Regions from separate parts of the Pan troglodytes genome. Here region 2 is linked to region 1. Evidence: chromatin contacts called from public Hi-C data. All regions are on one chromosome and are shown on one strand. The core of a region is the stretch at or near the end of the contact, and the rest is flanking DNA. Distances in the headings are between cores, read along the strand shown.

Region 1 (6,816 bases), core at 1,858-4,357:
AAGTGATTAAGAGGCTAGCTTTGGCCAGCAGGATGTAGCTGTGCTTAAGACCTGCTTGCTCCTTATGGAAAACATCCAGCCTGGAAAGCCCAGGCAGCCAGCAATTGGGGGGTGGGCTATTCATCTCCTCATGGGGAGCTGGGAAGACTGTGTGCCCATCCACACAGGCTCCTCCTCAAACCCATGGGCTTGATTTTGAGAGCAGGCCTGTGGGATTGGGAGCCTGCCAGACAGAGCAGACATGAAGCGCCTCCAAATGTAACCACCCGACGGGTTCTCCTTGCCTGCTGCCTAGACTGAGCTGATTTCTCAAGACAGGGGAATTGCGATAGAAGAAGAGTTTAATTTACACAGAGCTGGCTGTACAGGAGACCAGAATTTTATTATTACTTAAATCAGTCTCCCTGAAAACTCGGGGATCAGGGTTTTTAAAGATAATTTGTTGAGAAGGGGTTCGGAAAATGGGGAGTGCTGATTGGTCAGGTCAGAAATGAACTCATAGGGAGTCAAAGCTGTCCTCTTGCACTGAGTCAGTTCCTGAGTGGGGGCTAAAAGACCAGATGAGCCAGTTTATCAATCTAGGTGGTGCCAGTTGATCCTCTGAGCTCAGGGTCTGCAAAATATCCCAAGCACTGATCTTAGGCTTTACAATAGTGATGTTAGCCTCAAGATGCAATTTGGGAAGGTTCAGAATCTTGCAACTTCCAGCTGCATGACTCTTAAACCACAATTTCTAATCTTGCGGCTAATTTGTTAGTCCTGCAAAGGCAGTCTTGTCCCCAGGCAGGAAGGGGGTTTGTTTGGGGAAAGAGCTGTTATCATCTTTGTTTCCAAACTAAACTATAAACTAAGTTCCTCCCAAAGTTAGTTCAGCCTACGCCCAGGAATGAACAAAGACAGGGTGGAGGTTAGAAGCAAGAGGGATTGGTTAAGTCAGATCTCTGTCACTGTCATAATTTTCTCAGTTATAATTTTTGCAAAGGCATTTTCACAAATGGAGTAAGGGAGAGAGAGGAGCTGAAGGAGCTGGTCTTGAGGAAGGAAAGCCCCCAGGTAGTAATTGACACCTGTGCTCCATAGCCTGGCTGCTAAGAAAGAGTTCCACTGTGAGACCTGGCAGGGAGTGGAATATCTAGGACTGTTTCTAGACAGAAAGAAAGACAGAGGGCTGGGCTAGCTGGGCCTTGGATTTAGGGTCCTGGATTCAGACCCTCCCTGCGTCCATCTCCCACACCCACATCATGCCCTTGGGCTTCCTTTCCGTTCATGCTTCCTGGCCCTGCCTGTGTGCACACTCAGATGTTCACCGTCCCCATCCTTTCTCTCCAGCAATGATGGAGGTGCAGGGGCCTGAAGCCTGAGAATGCATCTGCAGGCCTTGCATGGGAACAGGGAACACGTGGACCCCACTGCTCACTCTCACACCCTAAGTGACCAAGACCTGTTTTTCTTCTGCATGTGATGTTCATTTGGCTCAGCTAATCCTCAAGGCCCAGCTGGCAGAGGGGTCTTCCACAGGAAGTACAGTGTCCCGCAAATATGTTTCCCTTGGAACCAGGCCAAGGGAGGGCCACAGCAATGATGGTCCACAGCCTCAATTAAACCTGGTTTCCAAAGGGTTTGGGGGGCTCTGTGGGGAAAGGGGAGGCAGAGAGTAGAACTTCCTGCAGCTTCCTGGCTTCAATCAGAGCAGCTCCAGTTTTTAATGTATTACATATATGGAACATTGATGGCCCGTGATGACCTTAGCTTTAAATAACTGTTCTGACATGAATGAATATGTGCATGTATGTATGTACACATGCCTGTATAAATATGTCTACACATATGCATATACGCATAGATGCATGTAGATGCTTACTGATGATCTTAGTAATGATGGTTCATAATTTGAGGCATTCTCTGAGGGTGGTACCTGTCCCATAGCAGGGTCTCAAATATTTGATGCCAGGTGTGGTGGCTCATGCCTGTAACCCCAGCACTTTGGGAGGCCAAGGTGGGAGGATCACTTGAGCCCAGGAGTTTGAGACCAACCTGGGCAACACAGTGGGACCCTGTCTCTATAAAAAATAAAAATTAAAAAATTATCTGCGTGTCGTGGTGCATGCCTATAGTCCCAGCTACTCGGGAGCCTGAGGTGGGAGTATCATTTGAGCCCAAGAGGTCGACGGGGCAGTGAGCCATGACCCCACCACTGCACTCCAGCCTGGTGACAAACAAACAAAAACACAAAAATATTTGATGTGTGAACAAATGAAAAGTTTGGTAGAGTGTGTTGTGGGGACAGCAGTATGGTGTGAGGGAAGGAGAGGGTTCAATCTATTATAATCATTAGTCTATTGACTTGTGGTAATTGAGCTATAGGAGATAAATTCCTACTTTCTCTACACATTTAATGGACTCTTCCTCCCACCCCATCTTCCCTGTCCCTTTCTTTTTCCACAGCAGCTCTGCAACGGGCCAATAGCTTCCAGTCTCCAACCCCAAGCAAATACCAGAACTGGAGGAGAGAATTCTGGTGGAGTGAGTCACTAGCTCTCTGGGGATGGGAGGCTGGGGCTGGGCAGAAGATCTCTGGTTAATTCTCAGGGGCAGCTGTTCTCATTCCTTACATGGTATCTCTCTGGCATGGCTCCTGGTTGTCAGAGGCAAGAAATAAAATATAAGGTTGACTTTATTTCCACTGCTGACTAGAGGGAGCCTTTTCCAAGGGACTCAAGATCTTCCCATCCCCCTCCACCCCACCCCTGGCTCAGGAATTATGGAGCCTTAGGATTCTACAGTTTCACCCAGACAGGGCCTTAGCCATCATCGCCTCTAAGCTTTTTGAAATACAGATGAGTAAACTGAGGTTCAGGAACTCTATGATTTGATTCTGTACACTGGAGTGAGACTGGGGCATCAGATTAACGGCCTCACACAAAACAGGATGCTACACACAGACACCCACACATCCACACACACATGCACACGCACACACACTCACACCCCTACACATACACACACGTACATACCTGCTCCTTTTTCTGAGTCACCCTTGGTCCCAGTGTCCTGGGGAAGAGCAGGGCTGCGGCAGGTGCTGAGGCAGCAGGCCCTGCCAGGGGGCGCAGTGAACACGCACAGTCTCACAGCATCTAGGCAGGCCAGGGATCCAGGGACTGCAGCACTTACTGAGCAGAGTTACCTCCTCAGGCCCTGAGCGAGGGGCAGAGACTCTTCATCCAGTTCCAGGCTCATCGCTGCCTTCCACCTCCCCCCACACCCACTCCCTCTCCAGCCTCACCCTAGGAAAGGAGGACCCAGAAAGGCCTTGGCTTAGACAGGGGTTTCTACCAAGAAATGTTGTTGCAGTTGGAACTGAGCCCTGGTCTTCCTTCCTTCTGAGTCAAGGCTCCCAGCCAGTGAGTCATTCCCCCACCATCCCCAGACGCACCACCGTCACACCAGGTCAGGCTGGGACAGGGGCACCTTGGGAGCAGGACCCAGGGCTGCACTCTTGGGCAGGCCACTTCATCTGGGGACAGCCTAGAGTCACTCCTGAATCCTCTGACAGCCCCCAGCGGCGACAGCAGAGGGCAGAGGAGCTAGCATTGCCACACATGGGTCATCGCCTTTACTGCCCTGCTCTGACCCTCCCCAAGTCCCTGGAAGCCTGCTGCCCAGGCCCGGACTGTATGGGTGTAGGGTCCATCCCAAGGCTTCCAGCCCACTCTACTGTGTGCCACCAGTGTGGGGGATCAGTCCCTCCTCAGGAAGCTCCCAGCCTGGGGCGAGAGCAGGGAGGCTGGTGGGAGACCCTCCCAATAGGGCTGGGTCGCTGGGGGAGGTGCAGGAACAAGAGGACTGCTGAACAGCCCCATGGTGTCTGGGATGGGCCTGGGAAACTCAGCCTTTAGTTATCAAGGAGTATTGCACAGCGTTTCTCGAGAGTATATGAAAGCTGCTTTGAGGGCAGGGCTTGTGTTTTGATCATTTCAATCAGCCTAGTGTCTAGCATGGTCTGGCCCGGAGGAGGAACCCAATCCTTGTTTGCTGAATCAATGAATGAAGTAAGGAACCAAGGAGCCAGCTGGCTGGACTGAGTACAAAGGGAGGACATGGATTCAGGCCTGCTCAGGCTGCCGCCCCTAGAGGGCGCTCCAAGACTTTGAGAGGGATTTGAGCCTTGCAAAACCTCCAAGTTCTGGGAAGCTGCACCGTGGAGTCCCAGTCTCCGGAAAATCCCCAGAGCTGAAAGCCACGAGAGCCATCTTTTTTATTGTCTTTTCTTTGCCCAGAAGAAAACCTCAGGGAGCAGGGCTGGCCTTGCCATTGGAAGCAGAATGCATGGTACCATCCCTCCTGTCCAGAGGCATTACTGCCCCATCACAGCTGGTTCTGGCCCCAAGCCCCAGGTGGGAGGGCCGGAGGGGCTATGTGGCTGCCCTGGGCACCCTCCCCAGCTGATCATGCTGCCAGATGACCTCTAGGATCTACGAGAAAGGTTGCTGCTGCCAGAGGGCCCAGAGAGGAGGTAGCACAAGCGCCTGACCCAGAGGTAGCCTGGATGCTGAAACTCAGGCGCTGGTGTGCGCGTCAGCCTCCTTCGCACAAAACAACCCTAAGGGCCAGCTGCACGTGTGACTGAGACCCCTGCAGAAGGCAAGGCAGCCCCGGGTGGGCCATACCAAGGTTTCAAGGAAACAGCCAGCAGAGGGGGATGTGAGTTGGCCAATGAGGAGCTCTTGGCTCAAGAGTTGGAGAAATCCTGGCTGGATAGAGTGTGCAGCCCCCTCTGGAATGGGCCAGGGCTTCAGCAATGTCTTTACTGGACGCGGCTTGAGTGCGTGAGAGGGTGGGAAACTAATGGAGTTCATATTTTGCTGACAACTAGCTTTTACTTTGTGTCCTGTGCCACTGGGTACCTCTTTTTTTTTTTTTTTTCTTCTTGAAATGGGGTCTCACTTGGTCACCCAGACTGGAGTGCAGCGGCGTGATCTCAGCTCACTGCAATCTCCGCCTCCCAGGTTCAAGTGATCCTCCCACCTCAGCCTCTCGAGTAGCTGGGACCACAGACGCGCACCACCATGCCTGGCTAATTTTTGTATTTTTGGTAAAAACAAGGTTTCGCCATGTTGGCCAGACTGGTCTTGAACTCCTGAGCTCAAGTGATCCATCCACCTCGGCCTCCAAAAGTGCTCTGATTACAGGTGTGAGGCACCATGCCTGGCCAACTGGCAATCTCTTTTTAGCCCATGTTATCCGCTCAACCACCCCATGAAGCTGCAGCAGACAGCCCACTTGTTGGATGAGGAGACAGGGGTTAAGTAACTTGCTCAGAGCCAGGCAGCTGGTATGTGTGTGAAGGAGTGGACTTCCAGGCTCCCCTTCACCATCTTCTGAGAGAACCCCAAGACACAGTGGGCATCAGGAAGGGTAGGTTTCTCATCACCTCTCTCCCCAGGCTGTGCCCACCTCCCAAGCAGTGGCTTGAATGGCAGCCCAGGGACAAGTGGCTCGGCCTGAGCTGGGGCTTTGCTTCCCCCATCTCCTCAAGCCCTGCTGGAGTTCCATCTTGAAGGCAGTGCATGAGGACCACATGTGGAGAGAAAGAGACCCCCTAGCAGGGGTGGGAGTGGGAATTAGAGAAAGGAGAAGAAGGGAGTGGCTTCTGGGTCATGACCTCGTGAGACCTGAGGTGTTTCTGTCAGGCTTGTTTCCTGAGGTGGCCCTGGCTTCCTGTCAGGAAGTCCCTGAGGGATGCTCAGGGGGAACAAAAAGGCAGTCTGCTGAGCTGAGGGGACTTGAGGCAAGTGAAGGAGTTTGATTCAGAAGATGGCAGAGAGGGAGAATGAGGGTGCAAGGAGGAAGGGAAGAAGGAATTTGGCAGGAATTTGGCAAGCTGAGGACAAGGACGGGAAGCAAGGCAAGGACTGACTCACAACTTTTGCCTTTTTAGGCTTGAACCTTCTAATCGTGGGCTGCGATGGGGGTGTGGTAGTGGGAGGCAGGCCAGCCGCCTCCCCAGCAGCTCCTTCCTGCCGCCCTCAGATCAGATCTGTTCCCAGAATTACCTTTTCCCTCCAAAGCTTTCTGCGAGGCCTCCCTCTGGGAGCTTGCTGACCGTGTGCAGTGGTGCCATCTGTTCAGAGCCCACGGCTGGGACACACAGTCGCACATGTTCGCATTGATGTATGGGAGAAGGCAGGACAGAATATCGAGAACGGTGTGGCCTCCTGGGGGTGGAGGGGACTCAATGGGACTCTTCTTGGGATGGGACGTGGGTTTGGCCTGGCCTGTGTGGGTCCCTGAGGAAGAGCTTATCACTCAGAGCTTTGGGGAAACTAAGACCAGGGGATTGTGTTGCGCTAAGAAGCGGATGAAAATCTGAAGGCTAGACACCCTGCATGAAAATCTGAATGGGTCGGCTGAGTGGCCAGAAGCAGGGAGTTGAACAAGAGAGTGGACTCATTCCACGTGGCGGTCCTGGGGAGTTTCTGGGGGACATCCCTACGTGCCACCACGGTTCATGGGAGGGCTGGTTGGGCTGGGGGTAGGTACTGAGAGGGCAGATCTGAAAAGGTGCATGGCATTTTACTGAATCAATTTGAGGACAAGTGATCTCAAATGACCCAATATGGAGACAAAATGTTTGAGATTTTAGATTTAAGGTTACCATGCTTGAGGGGAGGAAGGGGAGAGCGGGAGAAGGAGGGGAGAGGGAGAGGAAGACAGTGCACACATGTGAGCTTGGTTGATCTTACAGTAGGCTATGACTGTCAGAATTCTGCTCTAAGCAGACTAGATGATCTCAGCCCCCCACAGCACTGAACCAGG
Region 2 (6,816 bases), core at 1,248-3,747, 610 kb after region 1:
ATAAAATTAAAAAGCCTTGTGGATTAATGAGCTGTGAGAAGAGGAGGATAAATGGTAATGACTGGGTGTTGGAGAACAAGGATGCTGATAAGATTTGAAGAGTCCTGGAACAGAGGAGGAAGCAGGATTGCTAAGAACTGACTTGATGATAATGCTTTTGCCTTTCATTCTCAAAATAAGCTTGTTGAAATACATATTAGAGACAGGAAAGCTCAGAGAGTTTAAGTAACTTCATCTGGGACCTGGCTAATAGACGGCAGGGTTGACTATTTGAACTTTGTCTGAATTTCACAGTGTATGAGAAAATGACACTTACCCCATTATCTGGGAAAATGGGAAGGGCAGGGATTGTTCTCCATTCACAGATGGACATTTGATTGGGGCTCCAGGACAGGAGAGAGTTCCTGAAGGGTCACCTGGGCTTGGTGATGGCAGCCCCTCAGCCAGAAGGAAGGGAGTTTTGCTGCCTGGTGTTCTGGCCCTTATCTTTATTCCAAGGGGCTGGACCTCCTGGACATGGATGTGGGAGTTAGCAGTCTTCATAGTCAGAGGGAGCCCAAGGTCTCCCCTCTGGGGGACTGGCAGGCCTGTGGTTGAGCCCGCATGGAAGGTCTGTAAATATATCCTGCAGATAACATGATTCTTTCTCATAAAGGCAGTTGGTCAAACGTGGGCCCAAGGATGATTTAATTTCACATTTTTATACTTCTTTCAATGGCCTAAATTTACAGATCAACTAAAATTCCGTTGTCAGAACACAGATCCTGTCTTGGTTTGGGAAATGTGACCAGGACAGCTCTAAGGAAATATGACATTAATGAGGCCTGTGGAAGAAAGAAGAGGGGGATGGCTGTGCATGGGGGATTAGGTTGGAGACACAAGATAAAAAGCAAGGTTTCGGCCGGGCGCAGTGGTTCATGCCTGTAAACCCAGCACTTTGGGAGGCCCAGCAAGGCGTGTGGGTCACCTGAGGTCAGGCATTCAAGACCAGCCTGGCCAACATGGTGAATCCCCCGCTTCTACAAAAATACAAAAATTAGCTGGGCATGATGGTGGGTGCCTGTAATCCCAGCTACTCGGGAGGCTGAGGCAGGAGATTTGCTTGAACCTGGGAAGCAGAGGTTGCAGTGAGCTGAGATCGCGCCATTGCACTCCAGCCTGGGCAACAGAGGAGACTCTGTCTCAAAAAAATAAATAAACAAAAATAAAAAAGAAGCAGCAGCAGTAAGGTTTTAATTCCCGATTGCCAGGAGGGTTCTTGCCTTTATCCTGGGCAGGACAGAGAAGGGCACCGGTGTCTCTGGAGAAGCTTCCTAGTTTTATAGTGGCTGCTGAGGCAGTTGCTCCATCTTGGGGTGGAGAATGGCTGTTTGAACAAATCTGGTTCCTGGTCCTTCAGAAAAGAGGCTCCTTCTCTCCTGTAATTCAGGGCTTGGAAGTGATCTTATGCCAGTAAGCCAGGTCACCAGCATCTGTGCAGCTCTGTGTGGCCTGGGCGGAATTTTCACATTGACTGTTTCATTTGACCTTGTAGACAGGCTAGGGTTCATCACTGCTCAGATGAGGAAGCCAAGGCCCAGAAAGGTTAAGCAACTTGCCTCAAGCCACTCAGCTCAAAAATAGCAGAGCCTAGATATTCTAACCCAGGTGTCATTAATGTTCCCATCTCATGCTTCGGAATAAGTGGTTGGAAAGTACATTTGGCCTTCCAGGTTTGGGGAGGAAGGCTGCAGCTGATCTAACGGTTGGCTATGCTTAGTCCTTGAATGTCTCTCAGGTTTTTCTCATGTTTTTCCAAGCCTAGTCTTCCAGTAGGACGTAGGAGATGGAGTGTCTCCCGGGGAAGGAGATGATGGCTCAGTGTGGAGCACCCCCATGCCCCTTACAATCCTGAGCCCTTGCCGAGCCACCTGCGAGCCCCTCCAGGCCCAGGGCACACTCTCTTGTGGCAGCAGACATTGTACTGTGTTTCTAAGATGCTCTGGCCACTTCCCCTGTTTCTTCATTACCCTTTGGGAAGGAGGCCACTGAAAGCGTCTGGAAATCCGGGTTCTATAGACATTTCACAGAGGCCCCAGTCAGGCCCCCTCTGCTTTCTTTGGCAGGTCCGCACCCCACGCACCTTCCTGGTTGCTCACTCAGTCGGTGGGCCTTTCAGCTGCACTTCTGTGGGGAAGACACACTCCTGTCTGAGGAAGCAGCAGCCCCTCTGTGGAGATGGTGCTGGGAGTGGGAGGTGGGAAGGATGCATCTCGGTGTGAGATCCTGGAAGGAGGCATTCACTTGCTCCTTGTTTCCAATGATGTTTCTCTCTGGGAAGAACAAGGGGCATGGGATGAAGTGGCATATCAGGGCCAAGTGGCCAGAACAGGGCTGGTGCCCTGAACAGTGAGCTGAGGAGAGAACCCACTTCAGATTCACTTTCTCCTGGGCAGGAACCGTGAGCACAGGCAAGCTCCTGGGCTGAATGTGCGGGAACCTGTCTTGGCTTGGCTCCGCAGCCATTCCCTGTCCCCCCAGGGGCCACCGCAGGCTGCCCAGCCTGCCCTGGGGGGTAGGTGGACAGACATTCCAGGCAGGACCGTGACAAGAAGTAAATGTAGGCGATTTGTCCTTGTTCTGTTCCAGCTTGTACATTAGCATCCCTTGACATGAGTTATTTGTCTTGATTTCTTTAAATTCCTAAGTGGATTATAATTTTTTTCTTGGTATTATTTGACAGCAGTCATTTTTCAAGGTTTCACTACGTTCTTCAAATACTTAGAATTTTTGGAACAAATTTAGGAAAAGACTGCCATCTTCAGGTTGGACGGTGCAGTGCAGGACCCGGTGTGTCTGAGGGCACCTCGCAGATGCTGAGGACTAGCAGATTTGTAGGGCTTTTTCTTCCTTTTCCACAAAGATTGAACTGCCTTCATCAGTTCAATACATCTAGATTCAATACATCTAGAATGTATTGGCAGTCCTTTTAAAAAAAAGAGAAAAAAGCCCCAGTGACCACTGTTGGAAGTTGTACTGTTGTGGTTTGTTTCATCTACAGTGATGGACAGCCTCCTAGGCTGTCCCCACTCCACTTTTGGGAACAGACTTTGCATGCCTTAGAGGAAGGTAGGAAGCAGGTATCTGGAGAGGGTACTGTGTGCCTGAGGGAAATGCGGACGCCAGACCCCACAAGGCTTCCCCACACTGCCACTACCCTAGCACCGATGGTAACATCAGAACAGAATCGCCTTAATGAGTATGAAACTTTCCCTGTCTTCATTTATGCTTTAAGTTTTAGTATGTCCAGGTTTTTGTTATCAGAGGGACAGTATTGATTTCACATTATTTTCGTCCAAAGTAAAGAAACATCATGATTCTTCCGGAAAGTAATAACAGCAGCAAATTACGTGCTATGTACAGTGTTATGTGTTTTCCTTGCATTATCTCATTTAATATTCTTGACACTCCAGTACAGTAGGTACTATTATTATTCCTGCATTATAGTTCTACTAAGTATACATATTTCCACTATGGCTGTGGAAACTGCAGCAGAGAGAGAGGGCTATAATCACTTGCCCTGGATGACTCAGTTAGGAAGTGGTGCTACTGCTCGGATTCAAACCCAGATCCCATCTGACACCACAGTCCAGGTGTTCATCACTCCTCACTGCAGGCTCCCTAAGCAGCAAAGAGCAGCAGGGACCAGGAAACAAAGTGACCTCATAGAGCAGCTTTGAAGGAAGACGAAAGTCCTTTATTAACTCCCCCCGGGTATCTCAGAAGCTCTTTGCAAGTGAATGGTTGACTTTCGAGGGTTGCATTCACCTTTATTATTATTTGCAACTGCTATGAAGAATAACTGGAGGGATTATAGCAAAACAAAGAGAAAATGGACATTTCTCCAAGTCAAAATAGAAATCCACATATTAAGATGGCATCAGGTACTGCATGGCATCCTTGATCTAGGTAGGGTTTTACTGGTGCAACATATTTTGGTGAACCCTACCTGCAGACAAGCGTCCCAGCTCCTGTCCAGCTGTCCTGAGCGTTTGAGCTGTAGGAAAGCTTTCCAGTCTGACCCGAGCTCCTTTAAAGCCCAAGGAACTTGTGGCTAACACTGAGTAAACATCCTGAAGTAATGTTTTTTGCTTCCTTTTATGGTTCTTTCCCTTCCTCAGAAAAACTCCATAATCTTTCAAGATAGTTTTTGATTGGTGGTTTATTTAATAAAATAATTGTGTAAGCCAGATTGAAGCACGTGGCCCATAGGAAAAGCAGTATTCTGCTCCTTCATGGCTCCTCACCTTCCAATTCTACTTTTTGGGGACCATTGCTTGCAGCCTTTTCAGCCATTTCTTTGTATTAATATATTTACCTCCACATTTCTAAATAACATGCTTATATTGAATATCTCATTCTATTAATTTTAGGCATCATCTGTTGACTTCTTAACATAGAAGACTACGATTTAGTTCTCTAAATTTAGTATATGCCCCCCTCTGTCTTCCTTTCAGTCCCCCTATGTGCTTATATCACATTAAAAACAATTAGCGTTCAGTTAATTTTACAAACCCATATAAATTTTGCACACAGCGTGGTTAATGTTATATATTGGAACCATTTCCTTAATTGTAAAACGTTTTTTTCTGGGGTGTATGGTTGTCTTCTTAAAAAATTGTTCAGTTTTACATAGCGACACCAATTCATCCTCAAAGTTTCGAGGAGAACTCATACTCTTCTCCAGATGGTGAGATATAAATCAGGTCTGCTCTCTTGGTGACATCCTTCCAGGAGTCCTCAGCTCCACGGATCCACTCTGGACTGGTTGCTGACCTGGCTGCTTTCTTTACCTTTCTTCTATGTTAGGCCCCATCTCTTTTTAAAACGTATTCCATCATTTTGTAGGAACATATCCTCCTAGCTCCCTGGGAACAAGTTGCAAGGAAGGTCAGTTTTCTGATACCTTAAATATCTGAAAGAGTATTCTACTTTCATGTGTAATGGATAATTTGATGTTCATTATGGTTTTTGCCTTGGACTTGTGAAACTTTATTCATGTTTTCTAGGTGATTTCCACATATTTTCTCCTTGCTAATGAACAATATGTTTAATGCTGGAGAATAAGGTCATTCTTATAAAAAGAGCAGGTAAATGCTAATTTAGTTCATGTGATGTGTAGAAGTGGTGTTGACTGTCTTTATTATCCCCATCTTCTCTGTAGGAATTTATGAGAACATATATTTATTTGGGAAAGATACAATTCTAAGTATCGAGGTAATAAGCTTGCTCTGTACAGTCACTCTGTAGGTTCTATGAAGATGAGCACTTTGTTGTTAGCTCATGGATTCCTGGTGTCTAGCACAGTGCCTGGCATGTATGATGGATGATAGGTGTGCTGGTTCATTCTATTAAAATCTGTAAAAGAAACAGGCAGAGTGAGTACCTTTTCCATCGTTGACCTTGAGATGTTGATAATCAGTTGTGCCTCTACTGAGTGCCTAGGGGACTCTTTTGGAGAAGTCAAAATTAGCCTCCGTTTTGGATATTGAGGAAATTGAGTCTTGCGCCTTGCATATGTGAGTCATTGACATTCGCCCTTTTTCTGCTCATATCTTGATCCCAAATGCCAGTTTTCTTTCCCAAATGCCAGTTTTCTTTTATGAGTATTTGTTTTGTGCCCCATAGAATAGAATTGCCCTTTTTTTGTTTTATGTGCCACCTTCACTTTTGGGGAAACCACCACTGCTGGAGAAGAAACGAGATTTATTTGGGAAGGAGAGAAGCAAATAAATAATCCACCTTGGCCCACTTCCCTTATAAGGAGAACTGGCAAGACTGGAAATAGAGCCTTCACCAAAGGGTTTTTAGAATTAATTTCATTAAAACTTGAACCCAACATATAGATTTCTTCCTTTCAGCCTTCTGGAATTGGGGACAGAGGGATTCCTGACCTACCCAGGTTGAGTGAAGGGGAGAGGGTGGTCTGTTTGTTTCAGTGCTGTGGTCTCCAGGGCACCTTCTGTAGTACTTTGTATTCTTAGAAACAGAGTCACCACCTCTTGGCAGCAGTGAAGCCACTGAGATGCCAATGGTCAGAGTTTGGTTTCAAGTCACCAGCCTTGTAGAGACAGTGCCCAGTTTCCTTTGGCAAAGACAGCCTGCCCCTTCTCTATTCATTTCAGCCTTGAACACAGAGGTAAATTCCTCAAAATAGAAACCTTTGCATTTGTGAATCATGTTTGTCACTAATTCTAATTTAACTTCATAGAAGTTTTAAAACGCTGTTTAGTTTTTTTGCTGTTGTTCCTTTCCCAAATCAACTTTCAAAAAACGTTGGCTTAACGGTGTTAGAAAGGCTTAGACATTTTCTTTTGGGGGACAGTGTGATTAATGTTTGCAGCAAACGCAAGGGCTGTAGTGTTGACAGATCCAAGTTTTATTAACTCCAGGACTATTCCTGGATGTGTGACCTCAGGCAAGTCAGTTCATCTCTAAGCTTCTATTTCCTCATCTGTAAAATGATTTAAATTAAATCCACCTCCAGCAGCGTCATGAGGCAAAGATTACCTGAGATCACATCTATAAACAACACATTGCTCACAGCGTCCAGTGGACACAAGGTCTCTTCCTTCCTTCAGGCACAGGTGAGAGGCCCACACTCTGAGCAGCTGGTTATGAGTGGGCCATTATCAGGGATTTGAACAGTCACTTGGCTTCACTGCTTGCTCCCAGCTCTTGGCTTGTGTTTCTTTTTTCTTTACTAGGCAGGAGGGATAGCAAAAGCAGGAAAGTTATTTTGCTTCTACCTCAGGATCTAGTGAATCTCACATGATA

What was found. A called contact is a pair of places that touch in the nucleus more often than the background predicts.
Region 2: a Hi-C map of stem cell-derived neural progenitor cells shows a contact between it and region 1, with 5 times the contacts expected there. The contact joins two enhancer-like sites. A contact is called at or near these places in 2 of 7 Hi-C or Micro-C datasets (induced pluripotent stem cells and stem cell-derived neural progenitor cells).

What each region holds. Positions count from the first base shown.
Region 1 is chr9:16,441,069-16,447,884 of NHGRI_mPanTro3-v2.0_pri, forward strand. It overlaps MICAL2 (microtubule associated monooxygenase, calponin and LIM domain containing 2), which reads left to right. Exons shown (of 36, transcript XM_016920387.4): 28 at 2,446-2,523. Among named protein-coding and RNA genes, the nearest start is that of PARVA, 89 kb to the right of the region's middle. Within about 2 kb of position 3,108, at least 10 of the 24 cell types and tissues checked have an H3K27ac peak or open chromatin away from gene starts, as enhancers often do. A contact at or near this core is called in induced pluripotent stem cells and stem cell-derived neural progenitor cells, where this site is marked.
Region 2 is chr9:17,048,549-17,055,364 of NHGRI_mPanTro3-v2.0_pri, forward strand. All of the region lies in intron 9 of TEAD1 (TEA domain transcription factor 1), which reads left to right. Among named protein-coding and RNA genes, the nearest start is that of RASSF10, 110 kb to the right of the region's middle. Within about 2 kb of position 2,498, at least 6 of the 24 cell types and tissues checked have an H3K27ac peak or open chromatin away from gene starts, as enhancers often do. A contact at or near this core is called in induced pluripotent stem cells and stem cell-derived neural progenitor cells, where this site is marked.